Regions from separate parts of the Mus musculus genome. Here region 1 is linked to region 2. The links are chromatin contacts, called in public Micro-C maps. All regions are on one chromosome and are shown on one strand. Each heading gives the region's core, a stretch centred on a gene start, on an enhancer-like site or on the middle of the called end of the contact. The rest is flanking DNA. Distances are from core to core; before and after follow the strand shown.

What was found. A called contact is a pair of places that touch in the nucleus more often than the background predicts.
Region 1: a Micro-C map of muscle stem cells shows a contact between it and region 2, with 5 times the contacts expected there. The contact joins two enhancer-like sites. A contact is called at or near these places in 1 of 39 promoter capture datasets (the C10 cell line), 1 of 15 datasets of contacts at CTCF or cohesin (the NIH/3T3 cell line), 6 of 484 Hi-C or Micro-C datasets (the C10 cell line, cumulus cells, embryonic stem cells and 1 more), 2 of 115 datasets of contacts at active chromatin or transcription factors (embryonic stem cells and kidney) and 3 of 9 other capture datasets (adipose tissue, liver and pancreatic islet).

Annotation. Positions count from the first base shown.
Region 1 is chr17:8,753,665-8,760,620 of GRCm38.p6, forward strand. It overlaps a transcript of Pde10a not described here. Among named protein-coding and RNA genes, the nearest start is that of Gm46585, 22 kb to the left of the region's middle. Within about 2 kb of position 4,882, at least 14 of the 459 cell types and tissues checked have an H3K27ac peak or open chromatin away from gene starts, as enhancers often do. A contact at or near this core is called in muscle stem cells, where this site is marked.
Region 2 is chr17:8,631,535-8,638,674 of GRCm38.p6, forward strand. It overlaps a transcript of Pde10a not described here. Among named protein-coding and RNA genes, the nearest start is that of Gm46585, 100 kb to the right of the region's middle. Within about 2 kb of position 3,212, at least 15 of the 459 cell types and tissues checked have an H3K27ac peak or open chromatin away from gene starts, as enhancers often do. A contact at or near this core is called in muscle stem cells, where this site is marked.

The DNA.
Region 1 (6,956 bases), core at 3,632-6,131, 120 kb after region 2:
CTTCACAGGTTTCTTCTCCCCTGGGGGAGCATGGTCTCTCACAGAGCTGTAGTCCTGGAACCTGCTGAATAGTCATCGTAAGGAAAAAATGTCTAAGCCCAGCATTGGCTCAAACATAGATGGTATTTATTCAATGTCTTACCCCCACTTTGGTTGGATTCTGAAAACATGGGTAGTATACACTGAATGGATGAGCCTTTTCATTTTACTATTTTAAATTCCTGATTTTCATCTGTACAAAAACATGGTGACATATTTTAGGGCCAAGGAGCTGTGGAGCCCCGGAAAGCAAGGAGGCCTGGAGCAAGAGTAGGGTCTAGACATATCCAAACCCTGGAAATCTTATACTAAGATCAGCAGGTCGTACTTCCCACCTTCGTCCCTCCCCTCCCCTTATAAGGTCATGTCCAGCAGCACCCGGAATTCCTCTTTATACAAAGGAGGCATCCCCAGTACCCTGGCCCTGGCCAGTGATGTGCACTCACCCTGACTGCCCCTACTCATCCCCTCCCCAAAGGTTTAAGTGCCCTTTGTTCTCTCCATTAAATGAGACCAGTTTTCTGAAGCTGCTCGTGTGTGTGTGTGTGTGTGTGTGTGTGTGTGTGTGTGTGTGTGTGTACGTGTACTTTTCCTACATACCCACTGCTGACCAAGATCCTGGACCCACCCATACCCGGCTAAGTTTCTCTCCCTCCAGTCCAGCCATGTGCACCCTGGTTACCCCGAAGTGGGGAGAAGTGGACACAGCTGGGAGTGTGTCACAGCTACATCTGTAGCCATCAATCCATAAGCCTTGTCAGTTACTGAGTCTAAGTGAGGGCGTGGCCCTCTTGGCACATAAGGCACTCAGGAACACCACCAGTACCATCTACGTGGCCACTAAAGGGTGCCTTGTTCTACTTGTCCCTTTTGGGCTTTGCACTTGTAGTCCCAGTTCAACACAGTACCCATGGTGTCATCTGTGCTAGGCCCACCTCACCACCCCAGTGCCAGCCACATAGGCCTGGGCTCTTGCCAAGGGAACCAAATCATGCTGACTATCCCAGAGCTCTGCTTTATACAGTATCTGCTCATGTAAAGCAAGAAGAAAAATCCAACTCTCTTCATTCTCATTACCAGGCAGGGGAATGGGTGCAGGCCCTAACTACTGTAGCTCCAGAGCCTCACCCTGAGTGTTCACAGACATTTTTGGTGTCCCTGGTTTGGGACTGAATCATAAGGAGCTATGGTATGTATACATATACATACATATATACATACATACATACATACATACATACACACAGAGAATATCCCCTGCCACCTTCAGCCTCAGGGACTGAATCAATTGGTCACAGGAAAGCTCCTGTACCATTAATGGATGAATCAATGGTTATTCCTTCTGTAATTGAGTTCCTGTTTTCTCCACTCTGATGATAGACCTTCAGTATACGCCATTATTCAGGTTCCATCCAGAGGAGACTCACCCCTTCTTCTGTAGCCAGGCAGCAGTGTTGGATCCTCAATATTACCTCCTGGCTCCCATGAACACCTTGAATCATGCTACACAACTCAAGCAGTTGCCGGCTTTGGTTCTTTTTTATCCAAATTTAATTGGCTGATTTTTTAAAATCTACTCATGTCTCATATTTAAGAACAAAACTTTGGCTTTGGTCTTTTATAGACAGACATCAATATGGTATTCTGGACTTTGAAAGGAGTTCACAGAGCAGACACACAGGGCTGGAGGCCTGGAGGTGCAAGAATGGCAAACACATGCTTTGTGCTCCTCCTCAGAGAGGGAAGACATAGGAAATTCATAGCATCTCATTCTGCAGATTCCAGGTAGCCAGCCATGGCACCCAACAGGACACCAGGCCTGTCTGACCCAAAGACCAGTTTCAAGGTTGAGGAGTATGTGTATTGTGATTGGTCTGGTGATATGACGTCATCAGGGCTGGATTAGAGTGGAATCTACTGTATTCCCGTGCAGGGTTGTATTTACTGCTAACTCTACTCAAGTTATTATGGGAATGACTGACATGGGTATATTGTATGTTCAAGTTTATTCAAATTCTGTCTCTATGGTGGATATTAACATGCCAAGCTACTTAAAAGCTCTTAAGATAACGTGTGATACTATAGAGTCTACTTTATTTCCAGATATGATCCATCAGTGCTTTCCCCAGGCCAGGACAATTCACACTCTAGACAGGGATGGAGCAACTAGTTCAACTAGTTTCCATGTGGCTCTTCAGGTTTCTCCTTTTGTTCCATACTAAATAAGAGGCACGGGTGTCCATGAACACCATTTAGTCAGACCCTAGCATCCCACCCAGAGCTGTCTTCCTACCCAATGGGGTGTTAGATCCACCTTTCTTCAAGCTGTTGAGTTTTCTCCATCTGTCTCCTCTGCCATCAGCCATTTCCAGCACACACCCCTTTGCTGTCCCTTTCCACCTGTGCCTTTTCCCAATTGCACGGACATCTCTGCTGCTATGGCTCCCAGATTAACAGGACCCTTCAATGGGAGTAGGCTCCCATGGCAACCCTCAGGGACTCTTATGAACTGTCTGAGTTAGGCATAGGTAGAGGATAAGATTTTGATGTTTCTTTCAAATGTTAAACACATCTACAGTTCATTGTGAGTTGGGAAGTCTAGGCTACTAAAGACCTACAACTTCAACTCAACGAAACCAATGCTCTCCTACCTCCTGCAGTGCTGAAAGATGTCATGGTTGGTTATAGACATGTAACAGACAGCATCACTAATTCAACATTATGTATTTGAGACCCATTGGTCTGTTGAGGGCATGATACATGTCTGTGCTATTCTTCATAGGTCATCTCAGTATGACTCAAGCTCCCACCTTCCCACCTCCTCTCTGGAGCCTTCATCTCATCTACTAACCCGAATGGGAGACATAGCTTTCTCCCCTGCAGGCTGTATCCCTGAAGAGACTCTGGATGCATCAACTGAACTGTAGCTCCCTGGGAAATTTGCCCAGTGAAGTACCCCTTGTAAAGCCCCTTCAGTAACTGACTTGCAGAACCTCCATGGAGGGCCCAAGCTGGATATTTGTCCTGAAGGGGCTTCAAAGATTTGAGCTAATGGTATCAGGACCTGGGTTAGTGTGTGTTCTTACATTCTATACATATGATGTCAAAGAAGTTCCAAGTGTGTATAGTGTGACCAGACTCCTAGTCACACTATACACACCCTGTAAGATGGGAGATTCCCAGAGAGATCTTAGTCCGACAGGATGCTATGTTTAGCCATACTTGATATTAATGCCATAACCTTGTTCTTCCCGGCAGGCTGCCTCCCATTCGCACTTAAAGGTGGGAGCAAGGGCCCCGCTCTATTGGCACTTCGAAACCGCACAGACTCTCGGGGGCAGATGAGCAATGACTCCACAGAAGGCACCGTGGGCTCCTGCAACGCAACAGGTATGAACAGACCCATGACAACATCAACCCCAGGACCGTACTGCCAGCCCTTCCCTGTGTTCCTGTCATTATGAGCTGGAACCTCATGAGCAAAGTGTCCAGGATGATGCCCCGTAGCTTGGAAGGACATTGTTACCATACGATGTTAGCAAGGGACCGAATAGAGGGATGTGAACTCAATCAGATTTCTGAAGTTAGAGCAGACTCCTTGATAAAATGCAACCATCAAATTAGCAATTCAGCCCTGCAGCAGAGGCCACCCTTGATCACCAGCCAGCAGGAGCAGTGTGAGGATAATGCCCACTCTCTACAACTCTCATGGCTTTGTTGCTAACCAAGTATTGGCAAAATACTCCCAATCAATTTCATCTTTTCATAAAACCAGACTATTGGAACCTTGAAAGAAAGTTTCCAAAGTGCGGAAATGGCTATCTCTTTCTGTTCTAAGGTAGAGACCAAGGGACTCTCTGCTGTGTGGATTTTGTGTATGAGGGATGTGAAGTCATTCCATACAGAGAATTGATGATTGAAGAAAGATAATATGATCCCACCCAAGTCTAGCTCAGTGATCCAGTAAGTTATTGACGTTACGTAATAGAAGCATAGATGATCAAGGGCAGTTACATCCATGAAAAGCCCAGCCCAGCCCAGGCTTATGACTCAAAAACTTGGCATCCCTTGCGCTCCCTGTACAACTGGCAGGCAGCTCAGCCTGAGGGCCATCTCTCCTCTGTCTATTGCTTATTGCTTTGAGGGAGTGTATCATGTGAGTCTTTTAAATATCTACCCTTCCTTTGCCAGGAGGGAATGCTTCAATTCAGAGGAAATAACTGACAAATACAGAGCACCGACTTCAAAAAGTATGCGTGTGGTTAGGAAACCACTACACCTTCTTGACTCTCTCTTTGATGTGACTATGAAAAGTAGGTCTTTCACACGTGATCACAAAGGTCTCTGTTGAGCTGAGTGTGCTCCGTTGGTGCTGGTCACATTGGCTCCTTTGCTTGTAAATACCATTTTAGTGCCTTTCCTATATGATTGTTCCCAACAGGAGGCAGGGGACAATCCTTGCCCCAGCTCTGCTTTCCACCTGGGCCACACGACACCAAGGGAGAGTACGGTGCTGTATTCCAGAGACTGAGCAGTGCCCAGAAGAAAGAAGAGTTCACAAGAGGTCAGTGGCCAGTGCAGGAGAGCTCCAGGCAGGGATGGTCCCAGGTCTCTGGCTGGGTGGAGCCTGAGCACAGACCCAGGCTGATGCCTGGGAGAATATCCTGGCCACAGACAAATCAAGGCCAGAGGTCATTCTGCCTTAGCCACTTCCAAGGAGGTAAAGTGGCTAAGTCTTACCAGGTGAACAAGCATGGAGTGGAGATCACAGGGCCATGGATGTGGAGAGGAGCAATACATACCCTGCAGTCCACAGAGGACATGGGTGTTGGGGAAATATGTAGATTTGAGTCCAAAGCATGACGTAATGCGATGGGTTTGTGGTGGGGTAAACAGCTGGAGAGATTAGCACCCAAGAAAAAAATCCTTGGCAGCTCAGAGAGTGACTGCATTGGGAGAGACTGGTGTCCAGTGATCGTGAGAAGAAGGAGGAGAAGAAGGACGAGGAGGAGGAGGAGGAGGAGGAGGAGGAGGAGGAGGAGGAGGAGGAGGAGGAGGAGGAGGAGGAGAAATAGAGAGGAGAAGGGGTCCTTTGGGGTAGATTCTGCTTTGTGCTTCTGCCCTGGATGGTATTGTTACAGTGAAGAAGCTTAGAGTGGGAGGAGAGACAGTATGGCTGTGCATTGCGCATGCTGAGAGTGAAGGTCTTTCTGGCACTTATCCAAATAATGCCAAGAAGGCAGAGATAATACACAAGCTATCCTCTTTGCCTTGGCTTCCTAAAGGCTCCCAGAAATGACAGTCTTTGAAGGTTCCATTGTTGTTGCTGTTGGTTGCTGTTATTATTAAGGCAGTATCTTGGGGGAGGGGCTGTGAGTATGGAGTGTGAGGGGCTTGAACCCATGACATAACCAAGGCTTACCTTGAACTTCTGATCTTCCTGACTTGACCTTCTACGTGTTGGGATTACGGGTGTATAGCATCACTCTGTTTTATGCAGTGCTGGGTATGGGTCCTGTGTGTCATTTGTGCTAAGTAAGTATTCTACTGACTAAGCCACATCTTGATCTGTGGAACTTTAATGGAAGAAAGATATTAATAGCGTTGCTATGGAGTGTGAGGGGAAAGAGTCGGGTCTGTGCTCAGGCTCCACCCAGCCAGAGACCTGGGACCATCCCTGCCTGGAGCTCTCCTGCACTGGCCACTGACCTCTTGTGAATTCTCCTTTCTTCTGGGCACTGCTCAGTCTCTGGAATACAGCACCGTACTCTCCCTTGGTGTAGTGTGGCCCAGGTAGAAAGCAGAGCTGGGGCAAGGATTGTCCCCTGTCCCCTGTTGGGAACAATCCATATAGGAAAGGCACTAAAATGGTATTTAGTATTTTGTCTTTGATTTTTGGATCAGTTGGTTCTTTGGTTTCTGTCCTGGTCTAACTCCTAGCCTTAACTTTACAGAGTTAGGAACTAGACTTTCAGAAGTTATAAATTCATCAGAACATGAATTGTGACTGACAATTGTACAGATCCATGTCTAGGGACCAGGGCACTTGCCTGTGCTGCATGGGGCACTACCCAATGCTGAGACATCTAGGAAGCCAACACAAGTAGAGGTTGCTTAGTGGACACAGGATGGAGGAACCTGGGAAGCCCTCCTGTGCTTATCACAGTGACATCACTGGGTGGGCGTGTCTTGTTACCCGGTTGAGAAGTTTTTCGGGGTGACTTGGTCTTGCCTTTCAGAATTCACTGTTTTGCTCACCTATAGACCCAGGCATAGCTGTGTTGGCATCAGTTGTGAACTTGGCTCTAGGAAGCAGGTCTCTGGGCATGCCTGTGAAGGAATGTCTAGATTTAGATCAGCCTATGAGAATGTCTGGGAGGGATTGCCTTGATGAAGCTAACTGTGGGCAGCAGGATCAGTCCCTGAGCTGGGAAGTCTGAACTGTATAAAATGGAGAAAGGGAGCTAGGCATGGCGAGCTTGCATAGATTCCTGGATCCCTGCTCTTCGCTATGGATGCGATGTGACCAGTTTTCTCAGGCCCCTCTACTGTGGCTTCTTCTCTCTGATGGACTGGAACCTGGAACTGTGAACCCCTTTAAGATGTCTATATCAGAGACCATGAAAATATGAACACTCATCAATGAGCCAGCTTCACACATCAGCAGCTCTTCAGAGTGAGGCTGTCCCTAGCTTTCCAGGGTCACATAGCAGTGCGCAATTGCCACATGCATGCGCAAGAGCCTAGCAGTCCCTTTTCCGCCTTCCTTAGAGACTGACAGTGGAGTATCACAATCTAGATTTGGAGCTAAATCAATCTCAATCAATCCCCCTCCCACTCCCTCCCCCTGTCCCTCTTCCTCACGTACTTACTGACACTTACATTTGATGCACCATAATTCTGCCATACAGATTATT
Region 2 (7,140 bases), core at 1,962-4,461:
CTCTTCCTTTATATCTTTCTCCGGGGGCTGGGGTGGGGGTTGGAAGAGTGTTTGGCACCAGGACAGGAACCACATGGGCAATTGGATGTTTGAGCACCTTGTGGATGCCCTGCAAATAAGGAACCAACTATCTCTGCCCTCCCTTCCTGTCCTCCTACCCTCTCCCTGCTCTCCCCCTGCCCCCTCCCCCTGCTCTTCCCCTGCTGTCCCCCTGCCCCCCCTGCTGTCCCCCTGCCCTCTCCCTGCTCTTCCCCTGCCCCTCCCCCTGCTCTTCCCCTGCTGTCCCCCTGCCCTCCCCTGCTGTCCCCTGCCCTCTCCTCCTCTCTCCTCCTCTCCCCTGCTTTCCCCTGCCCTCCCCCTGCTCTCCCCTGCCCTCCCTTGCTCATTCTCTGCCCTTTCTCTGCCCCCCTCCCTCCCTCTGTCCTCTCCCTCTGTCCTTTCCCACTGTCCCCCTGCTCTCCCCTGCTCTCCCCCTGCGCTCCTGCTCTCTCCCCTGCCCTCCTCCTGCTTCCCCTGCCCTTCCCAGCCCTCCCCTTGCCCTCCTCCTCCCCTTCCCTCCCCTGCTCTCCCCTGCCCTCCTGCCCTGCTCTTGCCCTTCTTCTGAAAACAGGTCTGAGTTTTACTCATTAAATTGTGACAGTGTTCTCTGAGTGCTGGGTGCTCTGAGTCCCCATGTCACCCTCACACCTCACCTGAACTGTGCTGTACCCTGTTTCATAGAGGAGGAAAGGAAGGTCCAAGCTCTCCTCTGGGGGAAGGAAGAACTATAGTTAGGGTTCACAGCTTCCAAACCTCTGAGATCCCTCTTCATCTCCCACATCCAGAGATGCGAAAATGCTCTTCCAGGGACCCTGCCTGCGCTGAACCATGGCATCAGACACCACAGTTACCATGGACTGGGAGAAGGGAAGGGGGAATCTATAAATTGGTCTGCATTTCTCTGGAGCTGGTGGAAATGTCTAGCATTGGAAAGTGGTAGTTGCACCGTCTTGCAGAGTTACTGAGAACTGCCAGATTGCACGTATCAAAGGGTTAAATGTCATGGGATATGAGCTACATCTCAGTTAAAAAACTGGAAAATGGGATGTCAAAAAGAACACAAGCTGTCTCGCATAAAGAATAACAACGGTTAAAAAAAAATACTCTTAGAAAACCCGAGTTTGTATTCCCCATTTCCGGGCTTAATTTCATTCTGGCCAAAAGGCATTCGGTTAGTGTGGGCTTCTCCTCGGTGACTATAGGAAATGACAAATGGCGTGGTATGATTTTAAAGTGAAATGTTATTCTCCCAAAGGGCTTGAGGGAGGTTGTAAATTGTGGGAAGAGAACAGAATTGCTCTCTGATGTTGCTGTAGCCCTGCAATTACAGTGGGCGCAGCTACTGCCCAGCTCGTGGGCAGAGGGTGGCTGGTATGTTTGCCAAATCTTTAGCCTCTCATTTCTCCATGAGTTGTGGGTAAAGCATTGCTCTTAAACATGAGGCAAATGTAAGGTGCACAGAACAGGTGGGACACTCAGAGGAATCCGAGGTCTCTCTAGTTAATGTCGTTCCCCATTAGGGCCGCACCCACATCCTCCATCTCTTTACATGGAAATAAAGTCTGACAGCTGGGGTTTATGTACATCGCCCAAGAGAAGACATGGGCAAGAGAGTTTAAACACAGAACCAATATCAAGTGTGGTACCTCGAGGGAAGGAATGTTTGAAAGAAAAATAATCAGTAAGAGGAATAAAAACGAAATGGTTGCATTTTGCTGGCCACGTGACGTGGGTTGCGCCAGCAGTAGTGTCTGGGCAGCAGATGGGATATACAGATGCGATACCTCAGGAGGGTCAAGCCTCGCCCTTCTTTATTGGGCCGTATCTCTCCAGTCACTAGTTTTCCTGTGTGGAGTTTGTGTCACCCTCAGGCTTTGGAGGAGTTGGGAAAGGAGTGTCCGTGGTCTCAGATTCCTCAGACCATTGCCTCCCCCAAACACCGCTAAAACACGGTGTTTCTGAGGACCAAACAGATGGCAGCATCTTGGTTCTCGCCTGGGCCGGTGGTGTCAGTGACGACACACCCACGTGGACGGTAACCTGTACACAAGCTGGCATTGACTTAAAGTTAATCCCAGAGTGTTAAAAATGTCAGAGTGTCCAGAAGTGGGAACAAAGCCTGCAGGGCAGAGCGGCAGAGCATCTACTGGCTGCCATGGAGACCCCACTCCTCCCTCCTGGGATCTGAGAATTGCTGAGGAAGACAAATGTCATCTCAGACAGGTCAGTGCACCACAAGAGGGGCAGGGTCAGTGCTGACTAGCCGTGCATAGAGGGCTGCTTGAGATGTGTCTGAGAGTATTTAAACGGCTTCTGTGTAAAAGGCTTAGTCTGTGACGTGTTTGCCTGTCAATCACGAACGAGAACATGAGTCTGGTCACTGAGGACCCAGGAGGAAGTAGCTGGGTGTGGTGCTACACACATGAAATCCTGCCAGAGTTTCAGGCTAATGAGAGACATGGCCTCAAAAAATCAAAGTAAATAGTACCTGAGGAATGAGAGCTGAGGTTGTTTTCTGCTGTGTATGAGTATGCACACACACACATACACACACACACACACACACACACACACACTCACATACACAGAGGCACCTATATATGAAAGCATATATATGTATGCATATACATACATGCATACACAGACATGGGCACTTGTACACACAAACATGACACATAGATACATACACGTACTTGCATGCACACACATGGGCACTTGTACATACAAATATGCATACATATACACATATACATGTACATATACATACATACATGTACACAGATGGGCACTTGCATACACAAACATGACATACATATACATACACATACATGTATACATACATATGAGCACTTGTACATACAAACATGCATACACAGACATATACATATACATTTACATACACACATGTATGCATGCACACAGATGGGCACTTACATGCACTAACATGCATGCATATGCAATAAATAAAAATCAGAATGACTTCTATGTTGGGCTACGCCTGAGCAGGGAGTGGCCTCTGGGTCCTTGGATGACCTACAGTGCTCTCCAGTCCAGGAACCTCAGCAGCAAGAGCAACAATAGCCACAGAAATGCAGCCAGCACCTCATAGGGGCCAAGTGGTGACGGAGCGGATGTGGCGGCAGTGTGACAAGATGGGCACTTCCCCTAATAGAGAGGAGGCCACAACTGCTGTGATGGGGCAGTGTGACCAGCTGTGGGGAAGGCTTGAGTCAGGCTGAGCAATATGAAATAGCTCAGGATGGACTGATTTGACTCCACCAGTATTTATTTCTGACCATATTGAGCAGCCAAAAGGAAGGGTTATTTTTTGCTATTGAAAGTTGTATTGTGGGGCCATCGAGTCGCCCTTGTCAATGGAAGTCGTCCTGTCTCTATTTCCTCTAGGCTTGATGCTGCCCTGCCTTTCTTCTACTGTGTTTGCCCCACTCCACCCTATGGAATCTCTCTTCCCCCTCCTGGGTGCTGTTCTCTGCTCAGGCCATTCTTCTGGGTGGGCACTGCCTCCAAGGGGCTCTGATCTCCAGCCCCCAGCCAGAGTGGCTGGCTGGTGACCTTCTGTCCAAGGACAAGGACAGCAATGGCATCACCTTCACTACAATGTGGCCACAGCGTGCAAGGTCTGGATACCCAGGAAGGCTTTTGGACTGGGGCCCCCAAGTGGGGAGCAGCTAAGGATGATGACACCCTCCCAGCCTGCTCCAGAGCATTTGGGGGAGGATCTGAGCCAAGAGCCAAGACAAAGAGCAGCCCCAGTCCTCATATCATTTGATATTGTTGGAAGCAAATGGAGGATGCCGGCCATCAGCAGGTAGTGCTGCCGTGCCTGATGTCCACCAGGTAGCACCAGAACCTTGGGTCCTGGGCAGACTTTGGGCTAATGGACACCCGGTTTGTTCTTGTTCCATGTTGGGCCACCTTGCCTCCTGTATGTACTGTCCCTAGGATAAAGCCCCCTGCCTACAATATACAGACAGATACATTATAGGGCCCTCTGCTGAATTAGTTGGCTCTGATGGCCAGCAGAGTTGCTAGGCACACAGGCCCTCTATGTCCCCAGACTTACTGGTCAAATGGAATCCTAAAGAGTATGAATGCCACCTGGCCCTTATGTTTAGGGGCAAGAAGCTGGTTGGTACCTTGAGCCATGTGTGGGGACATTAACTAGATACAGAGGGAAGAGGGAGTTTCCTTGACTCCTTGCAGTACCCTGGGTCACCAGGCCCCCAGAGCTTCCCTTTCCTTTATCCAGGTGGCAGCATAGTCCCTCCCCACATGGGGACCTCAGGGGACTTTGAATAAAGTTTGGCCTAGTGGATCACTGTCTGGGCTCACCATTCAGCAAAGACACCAAGCCTTACACAATAAACAGACATTGTCTCAGGTTTCTTCAAAGATAACTTGAATTTTGTTGCTTAACATCCTGGGGATTGAAACCCAAAACTGTGGTGATAGCAACAGAACGTCGACTGGAGGTTCTGTGAACCTCGACTGGAGGTACTGAGCCTAAAGAGAGAGGACATGATTCATGATTGCAAAGCAGCGACTGAGCACACTTGCTGGGGTGTGCTGCAGGATTAAGTAACAGGTTAGGGCCAAGTCAGGAATTGTGCCCGTGGTGACTGGCAGGCAGCTGCACAGTCTGAAGCCACAAGTGGACAGCACAGGCTATGCCTAGTCCTTCCCACCTCAGAGGTAAGTGCTCTGCAGAAAGAAAGATGGCCAGAAGACATAAAGAGCACAGATAGTTGTCACAATCACATCTCCAATAGCCCAGTCTGGAGATCCCAGAACAGCCCCTTACATGTGGGACCTGCCCCACCTCAATTAGGCGATGCACCTGAGTGGCTGCTGGTGGCCTTCGTTGCTATCCCTTCCTATTTCTTGGCTGTGGCTGTCGAAGTTGGGGGTTAGAAGATGTCTGGAGGGATGGTGGGGCAGCAGAGATCAGGAAAGGCAGATTTGGAGCCTGGGCTGGGGCCAGAGAAGCAGGCTCCTCCCACCAACCAGGCTCCCCCCACCAACCAGCCTCCTCCCACAAACCCAGTGCCAATACAGTCCAGCAAGAAAAGCCACCAACACAGCCTTTATAAGGGAACTGAGGATACTAAATCCACTTCCATAAACAGTCACAAGTGTGGGCTAATGAAGGGTGCCTTTGCACCAGGATTCTGTCCTCTGTCAGGCTAGGAGGTTGAGCCAGGCCAGCCGCTTGGCTCTGTCCTCTCAAGTCTTCTTTGCTCACTTGCGACTGATGTACCATTCAGGATGACAGGTGCTTGCACTGTAAGGCCAGTTTCAGAGATTCGTCAGAAGCACAGACACCAACGCTCGCACACGCGCAGCAGCTTGCTTGAGCTCCCACGTTTTCAGTTCACCGAGGTCTCCTAGCTTCCTGTTGTCCTAGCACTGCCGTCGGTCCTTTCTCTTGTTTTGTTTCAGCTGCTTGCTTGTGTCTTAAGTGAAGCAACCAAATGGGGGCACCTTGGCAAGTGGGGGGAAGGGCTGTTCTGAGGCAAGCAAGAAGGATGCAGTAAATAATGTCAGCCAGTCTGGGCAGGGCCAGATAGAGGGCCAAAGGAGGTCATTTTAGTGAGAAAATGATTTCTACAAAATCGGAGAAGCCAGAAACTGATACCAAGTGCTCAGGTATAGATAAGATGCCATCGTGTATATAACCTGTTCTTCTGGCTTAACTCCCTAGCGATGGGGCAGCAATGAGTTGAAATCAAGAACCCTGTGGCTGTTGGCTTAGAGTCCTTTGGGTATATGCCGGGCTGAGCCACATGGTGGCTCTAGTTTTAATTTTTTGAGGAAGCTCTGTTCTGATTTTTCACAGTGGGTGCAATAGTTTACACCCACCACCAACAGTGCATAAAAGTCCCCCCATCCTACCCAACATTTGTTGTCTTTTTGGTGACAGCCATTCTGACTAGGGGGAGCTGGTACTCAGTGTACCTTTAATTTCCATCCCCTCCCCTCCCCTTCCCCCTCCCCCACGGGCTTTCACAAGAGCGTCTTCCCTTAATGTGTGCCCCAGGGACTGCAGATAAATCATATGGATTTCTTAGGTTACTAAAGAATGATCCCACCTCCTCACCCCGCCCCGCCCCCCGTGCTTTGGGATACTTGTCCACAAGAAACGTACTAATTTTCTGTTTATATTTCACACCAAATCTCATTCAGTAAATTGCAGAGGGCTGGGGAGATAGTTTAGTTGATGAAGTATTTGCCTCGCAAGCATGAAAGATTTCAGTTCCAACTTCAGCATCCACATAAAAATGTCGGGTGTGGTGGTGTAGGCTTGTAAGCCCAACCCTAAGAAGGTGGAGCTAAAGGATCCTTGGGCTCACTGGCTGGCCAGCTTGGCTTACTTGAAAAGCTCTAGGCCAGCGAGAGACCACCATCTTAAAAAAAATAGGGAGTGAGTAGGTGGGTGGGGGAACACCTTCATAGAAGCAGGGTAAGAGGAGATGGGATGGGGGGCTGCAGAGGTAACATTTGAAATGTAAATAAATAAAAAAAATATTTCCTAATTGAAATTATCCCTACATCTTTAAAAAAATAAAGATAGCCAACACCTGAGGAATGGCATGTATGCAAAGTAGTTCTCTGGCCTCCATATGCATTTCCATGCGCATGCGCCTGAACTCTCGTAAACATGCGCACATGAGCACGCATGGATAACACATGCTCTTGAAGAGCAGCGTGTGCTTTTACTGCAGCGCTGGCTCAGGGGCAGCCATGGGAGTGTCTTCTCAGCTAGCATGACCACTCCAGATACAACTTCACACCTTCATAATAATTTGGATCATTTCTCTTCTGCAAAGGGCTAGTACAAGAGTGGGCTCGGGTCTAGCAACCCAAACCCCTTCACAGGGGAGCTGTAACTTCATCCTACCAGAGTCAGCTGAGAGGATTCCTCAGTGTCTGCAGTGGATGAAGAATTGGGGTTTCCAGTTAATCTTAAACGATGTGATGGCATGCAGGTGGCCAGACATTCATTGGAAAGTGAGGTACCTGGGACCTAGAAAGTTAGGTTGGTAAAGAACAATAGACTTTTCGGGTATTTTATCAATCCGT